2 separate regions of the Sus scrofa genome follow, and region 2 is linked to region 1. Evidence: chromatin contacts called from public HiChIP or PLAC-seq data. All regions are on one chromosome and are shown on one strand. The core of a region is the stretch at or near the end of the contact, and the rest is flanking DNA. Distances in the headings are between cores, read along the strand shown.

Evidence for each region. HiChIP or PLAC-seq counts read pairs in DNA pulled down with a chosen protein or histone mark.
Region 2: an H3K27ac HiChIP or PLAC-seq map of skeletal muscle shows a contact between it and region 1, with 4 times the contacts expected there. The contact joins two enhancer-like sites. A contact is called at or near these places in 1 of 5 promoter capture datasets (liver), 13 of 47 Hi-C or Micro-C datasets (alveolar macrophages, blood, brain and 9 more) and 2 of 2 datasets of contacts at active chromatin or transcription factors (alveolar macrophages and skeletal muscle).

The regions. Positions count from the first base shown.
Region 1 is chr6:98,354,472-98,361,535 of Sscrofa11.1, reverse strand. It overlaps RAB31 (ras-related protein Rab-31), which reads left to right. Exons shown (of 7, transcript XM_021096057.1): 2 at 6,830-6,909. Among named protein-coding and RNA genes, the nearest start is that of RAB31, 28 kb to the left of the region's middle. Within about 2 kb of position 1,890, at least 17 of the 83 cell types and tissues checked have an H3K27ac peak or open chromatin away from gene starts, as enhancers often do. A contact at or near this core is called in skeletal muscle, where this site is marked.
Region 2 is chr6:98,521,392-98,528,609 of Sscrofa11.1, reverse strand. It overlaps PPP4R1 (serine/threonine-protein phosphatase 4 regulatory subunit 1), which reads right to left. Exons shown (of 20, transcript XM_021096060.1): 12 at 2,183-2,352; 13 at 851-946. Among named protein-coding and RNA genes, the nearest start is that of PPP4R1, 62 kb to the right of the region's middle. Within about 2 kb of position 3,984, at least 5 of the 83 cell types and tissues checked have an H3K27ac peak or open chromatin away from gene starts, as enhancers often do. A contact at or near this core is called in skeletal muscle, where this site is marked.

The sequences.
Region 1 (7,064 bases), core at 641-3,140:
CTAAGCAAGGCCAGGGACCGAACCCGCAACCTTATGGTTCCTAGTCGGATTCGTTAACCACTGCGCCACGACGGGAACTCCCCAGTCACCTTTCTTAAACCAAGTGTGATAGTTTAGTGTTTATTCCCAAAGATCATAGATTGAAAGTGAGGTGGTAGTAATTTCCCTCCAGTTGGAAATTACTTTTCCACAGCTGCCTTTTATGTGTGTTTTGTGGAGTCTGTGAGACCCTTGCAGAAATGCCAGATGATTGAAGGAACCAGACCGTAAGAAAGTCACAGCATCATGATAGTTACGGGGATGGTTTTTCTCACAGTCTGTGGACCCAGCCCCTTCCCTCTGACATACTTCATCCCTTCGTGCAAGTCCCTTTACTGGACAATGATGTGGGAATTGAGTCTGGGGCCAGAGGTAGCTGACCATCAACATGTATAGGATGATTCCTCATGTGTTGTGGGTCAAACGCTGTTATAATTTAATCGAGTCAGGCAGGTGGCTAAGACGTGAACAGTGTCTAGAATCCACAGGTTATAAAAACCTTGAGGTATATTGACTGTTTGCAGTTGAGAAGGGTGAATGTCCATCTGCTGTAATCTACTGTCTTGATTAAGAATCAGCAGGTAACTGTCTACATCCCACTGGATCTCGGCTTGGGGTCAGCGAAGCAGAGAGTGTTCATTCACCTGACTGAGGGTCTGATCGTGCCAGCTGGCAAGCGCATCATAGTTGGGATGTACAGCTGAGCTCTTGATGTGGAGTCTTAGCTCCAACAGACTGGCCCTCGTCATCTCTGAAAATGCCAGGACATAGTGGGTGCTCAAGAAAAATGCAGCCGGCAAGAGAACAGCCTCCTCAGTGCCTCTGTTCCAGTGTTTGGTTTCCTCCCAGGCTTCTTAAATTTGCATCCCTAGTGGGTCAGTTCTACTGCCCGTGGGACAAAGTCCAGGCTGATGGATGAGGGGAGGCTGGAGGGCAGCGTCTCCCCTCTGAGTCCCAGGGCTCTTGGCATTTGTGGCTGCACCTCCCACTTGAATGCCAGGGCAGGTGTGGCAGTGCCAGACCATCCTAAGGAGGGTGAGATGGCATGAGTGATCTATGGGCTGGGGGTCCTACCAGGACTGTGTCTGCCCAGGAGCCCTGGCTGCACGCGGCAAGCTTGGTGAGAAAGACCGGCGTTCCAGTGACACATTTGCCGCGGTGTCAGAGCAGTAACTGTGGAACCACTGTTGCCTCTCATCTGAGACTTTCCTGAGACCCAGGATGGCTTCACGAGTGGGGCTTTAGAACAGTCCTCAGAGGTAGGTTAGGATTGTCTAAAGCCAGAGAGAAGGAAATACCCAGGCACTGCGTCCTCCCCACTTCCTTTCTCACTCCATCAAGCAGCACAGCATCCTGGCCATGATTGGTCCAGAGGGGAGAACCTGTGTCCTGTTCCTAAGGGCGCCAGGTGCTCAGAGTGGGAAGTGGGGAGGACCCCAAAGAGCCCACCGCTGGCGCCAGATCCCTGTGACTCACCGTGTAGGGAAAGGGTACCTGATGCAGGAGAATGTTTCCAAGGAGATGAAGAAGCACTTTAAGGAATGGGCTGTGGAGCTGACTACTCAAGGCAGCTCTGCAGTGTCTGTGAGGGGATGGGAAACTCGCACTGTGGCTGCTGCACTCTGCTTTCTGGTCATGGATGCCATGGCATCTGCCCCAGAGGTTTTTCCCAAGATCGAATGGTTGCCTTCCCTGTAGCTCTCTGGCCACCATCACTTCACCTGTTGACTGCAGCTTTACCCTCGCTGCTTACCTTACTCTGACCAGGCTTTGGCATTAAATCCCGCAGTGTCTGTCCTTTCCCGCCCCCGCATGGGCTCCTGGGGAATGTTCAGAATCGCTGCTCTCAGGGCGGGGCTGTGTGGGTCTTGCACAACTTTGCCCTCATCATCCATGGAGGGCTGACCTCTCACATTTCTGACTTGTCCTCAGCTTGAATTTCCTCCCTTCAAAAGGAGCAGGGTAGCCTCACTTCACCAGCTTGCCGCATGAATTACATAACATTGGTTCAGCTTTGTGCTTGATAGATGTTGCTCACTCATCTGTATTTGTTACCCCCTGCTGGGTAACAAGTTGCCCCCAAATCTGGTGACTTAAAATCAGTGTGCTGTCCACCTAAAACTCATATAATTTTGAATGACAATGATGGCTCAATGAAAAACCTTAGCAGTTTAAAATAGCACGTGCTTAGTATCTCCTAGTTTTATGAGCCCAGTTAGGTTCCTCCAGTACCATGTCCTGAGATGACCTCTGATGTCTTCCCCTGGTGCAGGTCACATGGTAGGGACATAGCTGCCTGGGGTTTACCATTCTCTCTCTCTCTCTTTTTTTTTTTTTTTAGGGACACACCTGTGGCATATGGAGGTTCTCAGGCTAGGGGTCCAAGTGGAGCTACAGCTGCTGGCCTACACCACCGCCACAGCAACAGGGGATTGGAGCTGTGTCTGCGATCTACACCACAACTCACGGCAATGCCAGATCCTTAACCTACTGAGCGAGGCCAGGGTTCAAATACCCAACCTCATGGTTCCCAGTGGGATTCGTTTCCGGTAGAATTCCTACCGTTCTCTCTCTTGAGCAGTGGAACCCCCACTTGCAGTCTGCTGCTATAGTCCAGGAGTGAATTAAGTGATGCCCAGCGATTCACATGGCAGCAGCTGAAAGTTTGTGGCTTGGTGACTCCGTTATTCCAGATTAACGTGTGATCAGTAACCGTGACTGTTCACAGAGCAGTGTGTGGAGTAAGCGGTGCTCCTCGGAGAATGGTATTGTTCGCCCCAAATAGCAGTAACCTCTGGGGAGGAACGTCAGAGGGAGCCATTTCCCTGGAAGGAGCTTGGCCCCAGCACAGCCCTGGTGTCAGCCTCACAAATGGCAAGACAGGAAACGCTGACCGACACCCCAGAGGATTACACGGGTCTGACCCCTGGTTGGTGGGGTCAGAGGTGGTTTTCTCCTCACACCTCCCTGCTAGTTGGAAATATGCCTCCTTTCATTTGGGGCAGAACCTGGCAAATGTGTTTTTAGGACATGTGACTCCCCTGTGGAAGGTCAGGCTGGAAAGTGGTAGTAAAAGAAGTACCCCTTGCGGGTCCTAGAAATAGACTTTTTTTTTTTTTTTAAGGTGAAATTTACATTTGGCAAGTTGAATCTGGTAAGAGCCTTTAAGGATGTCTAAAAATTTCAAAAATTAGATTCTGCCTCTCTAGCCAGCAGGACGCCTGGCAGCTTCCTCTCTTGCAAAACCGGGAGGCTGGGCGAGGGGCTGCGACGGCCTTACCATCTTAGGAAGCGGATGGAGTCACGTCCACCGGACGTGAAGGAGCCGTGGAGGGCGGCCTGGTCCTCCAGTCCCTCCTTGTCCTCCACCGACTCCTTTATCCACCCAGGATGTCCTGCCTCGGACCTCCTCATTTTCCCGCGGGATGGTCCTTTTCCTCCTTTGTGTCACTGTCTAAAGGAAGGCAAAGGAAGTCACCAAGCTGCGTGATGCATGAGACTGGCATCCGCTTGGCTCATCTCTGCCATCTGTGGGCAGGGCCTTCCCCTCGTGGCCGGCTGGGGAACAGCAGGCCTGGGAGACGAGGCCCCAAGGTCATCACAAAGCCACTGGCCCCCGGAAGATGATTTAAGCTGTGCTTTGTAAGAATATTTTGTTTTTGGAGACAAATTAGAACTTGCACTGTCCTTTTGCCCTGTTGCTTCTTTCTTGTCAACTGTATAAGAGAGAGAGATGCTGGGAGTTAAATTGTAAAAAGTAAAGAAACACCAACTGTATTTGGTGGAAGAATTACCTTAAATCTAAATTCAAGCAGGCTGGCTGCTTTAAGTACTCAGAAAAGTGGTGTTTTAGCTTGAGTTCATAGAATATGATGAGTACAGAGGAATATTCCCCTTTCTTTCTTTTTTTGTCTCCATACCTGTGGCATATGGAGGTTTCCAGGTGAGGGGTTGAATAGGAGCTGTAGCCACTGGCCTACACCACAGCCACAGCAATGCCACATCTGAGCTGTGTCTGCGACCTATACCACAGTTCTTGGCAACGCTGGATCCTTAACCCACTGAGCGAGGCCAGGGATCAAACCTGTGTCCTTGTCGATCCTGGTCAGATTCATTTCCATTGAGTCATGATGGGAACTCCGAGGAATACTTTTCAAGATGGCTTTGGAAAGTTTCATCTCTAAAGGTATTTTAAGGGCTGCCCTTGTAGGACCCTTGGGCTGTTTTGAGCAGAGCCTTTGGGGAGAGTGCATGCATGGACTTTAAAATGTGCCCCTGGAGCATGGTGTGGCCAGTGTGGCCAGAGCCCTGGATGCCAGCCCCTCACTTAGGGCACACGCTGTGCTGCTGGCAGGGGTGCTGTCAGAAGGGACACGGTCCCAGCTGGGTGGGAGCTCAGGTCTTCTGTGTTCAGGGTTGCTGGGGTTGCGAGGACAGCAGGATGACAAGGACCTGCCCATCCATGGGGTGGGTAAAGGCAGCTGAGGGGGGAAGGAGGGGCTCTGGTTTTGGGGACCCAGATCTGTTAGCTGGAATCCACCCCAAGGCACAGCTCAGAAATAGCGACGTTGATGTGGAGTCTCAGGAGCTGATGTCCCCATCCTGTCCTCTGTCCTTGAACTGCACACCGCAGAGCAGGGCGTTTGGCACGGTTGTGTTCATGGGCTCAGAACTGGTGCAGGCTGTACTACATGAGGATTTTCTGATGACAATCACAAGCCAACAGCCGTCTCGCCCTCGTTTGCTGGAATAGTGTCCCCAACATAGAAGCCAGAGGCCATGCATATAATTCAGGTGACCAAGGTCACAAAACTCAGCTCATATTTTAGCATCTAAAGAAAAACACCTTTCTCTGAGAGTCAGCGTTTTCTCTTTGTTCTATAGGCTTTTGAAGTTATACCTTTAATATAAGAGACGCGTATGGCTGTTTTTCCTTCTTGAGCTAAATGTGTCCCGCTTCCCTCCTACCTTCAGTCTCAAGTCTCTGCGACCCTCTCAGAGAAGCAGGTTGACCAGAGTGCCCTGTTCCAAGTTCCTGGCATCTTCTTGTGGCCATTCCTAGAGGGGCAGCTGCTGGCAGCTGGGGGCAGTGGCTCTGTCCTGTTTTGTCCTACTTCTTGGGTGGTCTCTTCACTTTAACATATAACTTCCTTTGAAACATCCATTTCCACCATCATATTTTTCATTTCTGAGGAGTCCTTCTTTCTTTCTTTTTCTTCTTTTTCTTTTTCAGGCTGTACCTGTGGCGTAGAGAAGTTCCCAGGCTAGGGGTCTAATCGGAGCTGCAGTTTCCTGCCTACACCATAGCCACAGAAATGCCCAGATCTAAGGCACATCTGCAACCTACGCCACAGCCTGTGGCAATGCTGGATCCTTAACCCACTGAGTGAGGCCAGGGATTGAACCGACATCCTCATGGATACTAGTTGGATTCTTAATCCACTGAGCCACAACGGGAACTCCTCCTTCTTACTTTATGAATGATCTAAATTCACATCCTGCTCTTTTTTTTTTTAAATGAGTATAAATGTCTGGTATTTCTTGTCTGACACTTTCTTTTTCAAATATTAAAAAGCTTTGGGGGTTCCCACATAGCACAGCTAGTTAAGCATTTGGCATTGTCACTGCAGCAGCTTGGGTTACTGCTGTGGTGCAAGTTCGACCCCGGCCTGGGAACTTCTTCATGCCACGATGTAGCCCAAAAACAAAACGCATCCCCAAAGCCATCTGCCCTGGGGCCTGTTGGCAGGTGTAGACGTGGCCTGGAGTTGGGGACTCCGAAATTAGGGTCCGCAGTCCTTCCTCTGCAGAGGAGTGCCTGGCCTCTCCAGTCTGGGCTTGCACAGGGCGGGGAGTAGTCCAGGGCCCTCTGAGCTGTGTGTGTGGGGTCCCGAGCAGCCCAAGTCTGATACAGGTTCCCCAAGTCAACCTCTCACATCCTCTGAGCGGCCTGGGCTGCCCAGGGTATGGTCTGTAAATCTTTTCACTTAACTCTGCAGCAACGTCACCCTCCAGCTGTCCAAACGATCAGGGAATATGAGCGGGGTGGACTTGCCCTCCCCACCTGCAGGCCCCTGGGCTCCGGCTTCTCTCTCACCACCCCCCACTACCCACTGCTTCTCGCTTTTGTCACTTGGCTGATGGCATTTCTTCTGTCTCTCTGACCATGTGAATCTGTGTTTTTGATTCCTCAAACCATTTGTTAAGGATTTGGAGGGTGGAGAAAAACGCATGTATCCTGTTTCCAATACATACTGGACCCCTATCCTAAATCAGCTTTAAATAATTATTTATCAGAGAAAGAAGTGGCCTTTGTACAGTTGAGCAAAACTGGAGGTTGTTCTGCAGCCATCAGATTCTAGAGAGAAAATGTTAGAAATGCAGTAGTTAGAATTCATTGTTCTTACAGGGCCATACCTAGAAAAATAGATTATGTATTTTTAGAGTGCTAAAGTTTTGAACAAAGCCAGTTCTATTCTACCCAAACAATGTAGCGTGTTACTATACTTCTTAGACCCTTCTAGAAATTTCCATGTTTCTGGAAATGCATGTATTGTGAACATGCTCGTTCTAGGTTAATTATTGTATATAGACAGGATGTGTTTCTAAAACTTATTTTTACCATACTTCTTCTCTTTCTGTGAAAGCGAAATGATTTCATTGTCGAAAATACTAGTATGAAATAAAAGAGAATGTCCTTCTCCCCATAAGCCTCCTTGTCCTGTTTTGTCTACACTGGTTCAGAATCTTCGGCTTTGGTCTTCACAGCTTTGCTCTCATTCTCTTCCAGGATACTGGCGTCGGGAAATCCAGCATCGTGTGTCGATTTGTCCAGGATCACTTTGACCACAACATCAGCCCAACCATCGGGTAAGTTCTCCTGCATTTTTTCGAATGCTCCTTCTTCCTTTCTAAGTTCTCAGAAGTTGCTTTGTGCCTGAGCCTTCAAGCCGTTTTCATCCCAGCCAATGAGAATCAATTCCAACCATAAAGACTTCAACAGAAATCCAGGAACTTGTGGGCAG
Region 2 (7,218 bases), core at 2,735-5,234, 160 kb before region 1:
ACGCATCCCACCATCTGCATCACTGTGAGGACAGGAGGAACACAGGCACAGCTGCTTCCCTACGTCTAAGAGCTCTGGAAGGAGCTGCAAAGAAAGGGAAAACTGGGTGCCTTTGGGGGAAAAGCAAAGTGGCTGCTGGGGAGAAAAGCTGAGAAGGGAGGTGAATTCTGTCAGCTTATTATCTACTTTCTAAAAATAAAACAAATTCATTAAAGGAGTGAGACAATCTGCACATACTGGCTTGAAAATGTCTACGACAGAAGTGGTGAAAAGCTTGTTTTAAAACACTATGAATGCCGACTCCATTTTTAACAAACAGAACAAACATAAAGAACAGACACCCTGGGATCCAGGGTCCCGAAGCAAATCACAGGCAGGTTCTTGAACAGCTCCACCAGCCTGCACATCCCCCACTTGCAGCAGAGCCCCGAGGCACAGAGCACACATCCCCAGGTCCCACACACACCTTCCCCAATGTTTAAAATCTCTGACATGGGTTGACCTGCAGCTTTGAGCATTTCTCTCTGTGCTCATCTCACAGCCCTTGGCAACTGGGCACAATGGGGATGCAGGCAGGCCCGATGCTGCTGACGGAGGCGCACCTAGGGAGCTCTGCCCGCAGAAGGTCTCAGCAGAATCACACAGGGACCGAACCACTGCAGTCACGGGTGTGAGAGGGAAGGTTTCTGCTTGTATTTACGCCACTGCTAGACTCCTCTTAGTAAAGCTGTGCTACACTAGTCCTGATTTTCAAAACATTCATGATAAGGAAGGCCAAGTATGGTGACAAATGGGTTGTAAAGTGGAATTAACGACACCCACCCAAAATACAGCATTTCTGGTCACTTACCTGCACTTTAGATCGCCTTTCCTCATCAGGACTAAAACCGCTGTTGCTGCTCAAGTCCGAATCATCTCGAATGTAGCACAGGGCGGAGTCCAGGGTCTGCCAGGAAAAAAGTCACTTGAAGAACCACCCTGTCAGTTCCCTTCATTTAAACTACCTTTCTAAGTTACTTACCTTTCAGGACTGCCAAAAGATAAGAATACATGTAGATTCCTTACACTTTTAAATGCTTATCAACAAACCTAAGACCCATAAGGACTTCCCCTGCCTTACATCGAACTTGCAGAGGAAGTTGCTGAATGTATGAAAATAAATTCCAGAATGAATGTCATTAAAAAGTAAATTTACAAGTGATTTTCAGATGTCCCAAACATTGATAATTAGCTTATTAATAAAACAGTACTTAGAGAGGGCGGTCCAGTCTACTGTCTTACGGTAGGTCATGTGTGGTTTCTCTTCTACGGTTTCCATTCCCGGCTATTTCTAATTACACAAATTTACTTTTTTAACAGCTCCCCCCACCCCACCAAACCCCCAAATGAAAACAGAACACCTTCTAGAACGCAGACACACAGTATTCCAGTCTCTAAAGATGCTAACTGGTCAGGGTTTCGCCCTGAAGCACTGCTATTAAACAACCCTTCTAACTCTAGCGGGCCTCACTTCGCAGAAAGCAAATCAAACTCTGCCAGAGCCTCTGACATGGTGCCCCTGGGGGCGCGATGACTCCTCTCTGAGCTCAGCCTTTGGGCTGCTCTGATCTGCGACCACTTGACCCTGGCTCCCAGCAGCCTGTTCCTCCTCCCTGTTTACATAAACATGGGAGGGGAAACACTGACGCCAGGTGATGCTGGCGTGGATGTGGCAGGAAATGAGGGCAGGAGGGCACAGAGCAGCTCCAGGCACATGGGCAGGTGATGCTGGAAACAGTACCCACCCTCACACTCCAGAGTCCAGATAATCCCGCAACTTGGCCTCAAGTCCCGATCTTCCGCTCAGATACTGCGCTGCTCGAGGCAGTGAAAGGGTCCGCCCAGAAACAAAGCACCTCTCCAGAAAGAAAAGGGAAGAGTTAATTATTCCTGATAAAGGGCTTTGCTTCCAGTAAGACCATCTCACTGCAGTGAGCTAGGTTAAGGATGAGGCTGCTGGAGGCCTGCAAGGGATCCCTGTTCCAAGCACCCAACGTGACACTCAAGTCACAGGGACGGGATGTGGTGACGATGACGACGTGACGCTAAGGGGGAGGTGAGAACACGCTGCCGAGGGCGTGCCACGCCCCTGTGACCCATGAAAGCCTCCGGGCCCACCCAGCTCGCTGTGAACGCAAGTTACCTCAACAGCATCGCTGATGAGTGGCCCGGTGGCATCGTGGCCCAGTCCACAGCCAGGGGGCTCGCCAGTAGCCGGCTCGTCCTGAGTGGCCCTCCTGGTGGCTTCAGAGGCCTCGTCGCGGGCATCCAGGCTGGAGGCGCGCAGGGCAGCGGCCAGCACGTCCACCTGCGCTGTGGGCAGAACAGACAGTGAGCACGGCCTGCCCGGCAGGCTCCCGCAATGGAGGATGAGCAGGCCCCTTAGGGACACTGCCACCCAGAAGCTGGACAAAACCTCTACTGCGGTAAATCATTAGTTCTCCGAGAGAAAAAGGAAAAAACTAAGACGCTTCCGTGAGATTAACCACGCTCATCCACTACTGCACATTATTCGGCGTTAGTATGGAGAGAGGGGCTAGCTAGTGTTGGAGTCAATCTCAGGGTCAGTGCACTAGCTGCAGTGATGCATGACGAGACCGACAGGCTTACTTACTAAGCTAGTTAGCAGGAGAGCAGCCCCGCAAGCCCTGCCAACAGAAAACAATGGCAGTTACAAGGGTTTCTGTGGCAGTTACAGTCAAACATCACACGTCTCAGTCCGCTCTGTTTTTCTCTAATTCTTTTGGAAAATGAAACTAGCGACTGGTCCCAAACACAGGGATCCCAATGAAGCAACGCCCTGCTTGCAGGACACCAAAACGACAAGTTACCAAGCAGCAGCCTGACGTCTGGCAAATGGTCTTGTCGATGTTGAGTTGCACTTTCTTTATAAAAGTGATTCAAAGCTAAGATAAACCTCCTTCCCCACCCAAATAAAAGAGGAATTCAGCCAAAAACATAGCGTTTGGCATCACGTCAAGGAACAATCCACCTGGATGCTCAGAAATTTATACATTTTAACTTCCAACGTATTCAGTACAAAGATGAGAAAGTGTCCCACACCATTAACAGCAACCAGAGTAACCACTTGATTTAGATGGCCTATGACGTGCCGCAGCCCTGGCACCATTCTAGCCAATGGTACGTGAGGTCCCTGGCAAAAGAGACACGCGAACATACAGGACGGTGACCTACTGCAGAGGCCAAAGTGAAGGTGTCTAATCACCCACATTTACTCACGGAAGGCGCCCTCGTTCTTTGGCGAATTTCAGCTGCAATCTCTACCAACCCCTCCATCGCTTTGCCCCCACACCCCTTGGGAATCCTTTGTTTCCACAGTGAGATCTCAACCGCACGAAAGGAGACCCACTGTCCATCACACGCAGGTGCTCTGTCTACGTACACCCAACAGGTGTGTGTGAGTGTGTATGTGTGTGGTGGGGGTCCTCATTTGACCTGCTCCTGGGAAGCACCTGACAAACCAGAGACTCTCACAGAACATGCCCCATGTGGGTCACTTATCAGAGGGGACCCTGGACTCCAGCCTGTCGATGCTCACCCTTATCTTTAGGTTTGTATGTTCACAGAAGTTGAAGTACATCACATGTGACGTTAGCTTCTTCAAAAAACTGGTACAGGGAATTCCTGTTGTGGCTCGGCAGTAATGAACCGGTCTAGTATCCATAAAGACGCAGGTTTGATCCCTGGCCTTGCTCCATGGGTTAAAAATAAGGTGTTGCTGTGGCACAGACTGGCGGCTGTAACTCTGATTTGACCCCTAGCCTGGAAACTTCCATATGCCATGGGCACAGCTCTCAAAAAAAAAAAAAAAACCACCAAAAACTTGGCACAAAGTTTATAAAACCGGCTCCAGAACAGCCTGATGCCCAGTTCTCCACTGGAGCCAAGAGGGCAGCAGATGCACTGCCAGACCAATGGGAGAGACTGAGCCAGGTCCTTAGCATGCCTGACCTCATGTGCCACGCAGACCAAGACCCGGGAGCAGAGCCCATTCCAGCAGGGATCTGTGCAGACACCTGCCCCAGTAACCCAGACTCGCGTGCAGTGCCGCCTGGAAACCCAGATTTTCCCTCTCTCCCTTAGAGGCTGGAGCAGCTGGTCCAAACCTTCACAACTTCTAACTCTGCCACAAGCAACAGCAATCCCCAATCATTTATTGCTTTCAGTCAACAAATAGAATGACTCTTCTGGCTGCAACTGCCAGAAGAACTAATTCCTGCATTGGGCCCAACAACACCAGGGGTGGGGTTGGGGTTGGGGTGGGGCTGGGCAGCTCCCCCTTCAAGGCCTCTGGGCAGCACCTCCCTGCTTTCCCCCCAAGATCTTACTGTCCAGCTGTCAGGAAAACATCATGCAACATAACTAGTTTAGTCCCTGGTCAGAACTTAGTTTTCAATTTGGGGTTAAAGTACTGCCTTTCAAAAAGGTTGATTTTCTCTGACAGTTTGAAGGAAATGACTGCCTACAAGAGCAGAGTTAGAAAAGAAAGGGTATCCACATTCAAGGCCCCTTTAAAAACTCATCACACTTTTTTTTTTTTTTTTTTTTTTTTTTTTTTAGAGCCGCACTCATGGCATAAGGAGGTTCCTAGGCTAGGGATTGAATCGAAGCTACAGCTGCTGGCCTACGCCACAGCCACAGCAACGTGGGATCTAAGCCTCATCTGCAAAACTACACCAGAGTTCTCAGCAACGCTGGGTCCTTAACTGACTGAGCAAGGCCAGGGATCGAACCCGCAACCTCATGGACTCTAGTCGGGCTTGTTACTGCTGAGCCACAACGGAAACTTCCTCAGCACACCTTCTAAAGTTTGAAAAGTCAGGCACAGTCACCACAAGTGACAGAATGATTGTTAACTATGCCCTCAGACTTTAGTAAAGCCAAAGGCTCAAGCTTCTGGGGCCGTCTGTTTGGCAGCAGGACACCTGCCACAGGCAGTTCACGTACTAAGTGTCTCAGCCTCCTGGCTCTTCCAGGCTGGGTTTTTGTCTGGTTTGTTGTTGGTATATCCTCAGTGCCTAGAAGAGTATCTGGCACATAACAGGTACTTGATAAGTAATGCTGGGCGAATCAATCAATCAGTGGATACGATGTGAAAGCATGAGCATTATGGACAGAAAGAACAACCTGACAAATTTAAATCGTAGCAGGTTTAAGAGCCAAATTAGAAAGAGGATTGATGAAATCATAAGACAGCATTACCAAAATCTCTCAAATGCAGGCTGTAAACTTCTAGAACAATTTTAAGGCAGACAATATCAGCCATCTTCTGAAATCCAAGTCATGTCCTGAAACTCTTATGCCCATGCAGGTCTTTAAAAAAAAGCAAACTATGACAGTTCTCAGCCCAGCACAGTGGGTTAAGGATCCAGCACTGCTGCAGTTGTGACGTAGGTTGAAGCTGTGGCTCAGACTTGATCCCTTGCCTGGGAACTTCCATAGGCTGTGCGTGCAACCAAAAAAGCCAAAAAAAAAAAACAAACTATGCATAATATTTTTAGCTTATTTGTTAAAAAAGAATATAGATTATTCAATATTTATTTCCATAAATATTTATTAAGTGTTCACTATGTGTCAGAGAACTAACTAGCAGCTAAGTACAGCAAGAATCCCTGAATAGGCTTTTAAAAGCCAGCGAGGAACTTATTTTCCAGAAAAATAAGGAGTGTGTGAAAAACAGAAACATGAGCTACCAAGGTCTGATCAACTGAATAAAATTTCAAGTGATAATGACCATAAAATTTAAATAAAAAGCAGGCAGCTGTAAAGACAGTGCTCAGGAGCCGACACCCCGCCTGGGGAAGGTTATGTCTCGATCCTGTCCTGGGGGGCAGGGAAGACAAGGCCAGATTGTGGGCAAGACGCTGAACTGCCAGACAGCAAACTTCAGTGCTTGCCACCCAGCCACTGTCAGAAAGCGCAGAATTCTGGGTTCAAGGGGTAAAAAATCAACTGAGGAACGATCAAGGAAAGTAAAGACAGGAGGTTTTTTAGAGAAAATAATCCACTGCGAGGGACAAAAAGTGGGATCTTCTGCTGCAAATACTAAGGAGGAGGTTCGTGGAACAAGGAGGATAAATCGCCAACACAGACTCAGAGGCTCACGGTGCCTCATTCACTCGCCGCCTGGAAAAGGTGGCACCACGGGGAAAGAAAATAGACCAGTGGGCTCTGGGGGCGGGGGCTGGGGTACAGGACACCAGGGAATGCAACTGACCTCTCTGCCAGTTAAAACCAAAATAATTTTCAACAATCAAGTATATGAATTTGTCTTTCCTTCTTTTTCTTTACATGGCTGCATCTGCAGCGTAGGGAAATTCCTAGGCTAGGGGGTCAAATTGGAGATACAGGTGAGGCCTACACCAGAGCCACAGCGGTTCGGATGTGAGCAACCCGGGATCTGAGCCTTGTCTTTGAACTACACCAGAGCCCATGGCAATGCCAGATCCTTAACCTACTGAGCGAGGTCAGGGGTTAAACCCACATCCTCACGGTTCAGGATGAATCAGGTTAGAACCTCATGAATCAGGTTCTTAACATGCTGAGCCACAACGGGAACTCCTGAATTTGCTTTTCATCAAATAGATCATTTAGTTTTTCTCCAAGTGTAAAATTACCACAAAAAAATCTTTAAAACTCATAGTAAGTTAAAGCCAAATAAAGATAACTGCTACTTTCACCTCCACTGAGGAAATTTTCAAAGTTTGAGCTTTGAAAAAAATCTTGTGAATTTTAGAAGGATACTCAAGGTATCACTTTGCTTTCAAAATAGAAAGTATTTCCTAACACTAAGCAAATGACAGTTGAAAAAGTTTAGCTTCTGAAACTAACAACGGGTAAAAAAATCCACAAAGTGATAAAGATCTGAGATTTGCAGGCTGGGGATTTTTCACACTTGTTTTTTGTTTTAAGATGACATTTCGTGTATCACTGAAAGGTGACAGAGGTCTGGAAGGCCAGGTCTTCAAGGGGCACGAATAACAGGTTCCTGCCTGGGACCCTGCATGCCGAGGGCAGCTCAGGACCTCATTCTCACACAGACTGAGAATACGCAGTCCACTGGGTAAGAGCTTGGGTTATTCTGACAGAACAACCTCTAAGGCTGTTGTTTACAACAACAGAATCTAGGTGTCAGAATGTAACCCAAAGGAACAAGGT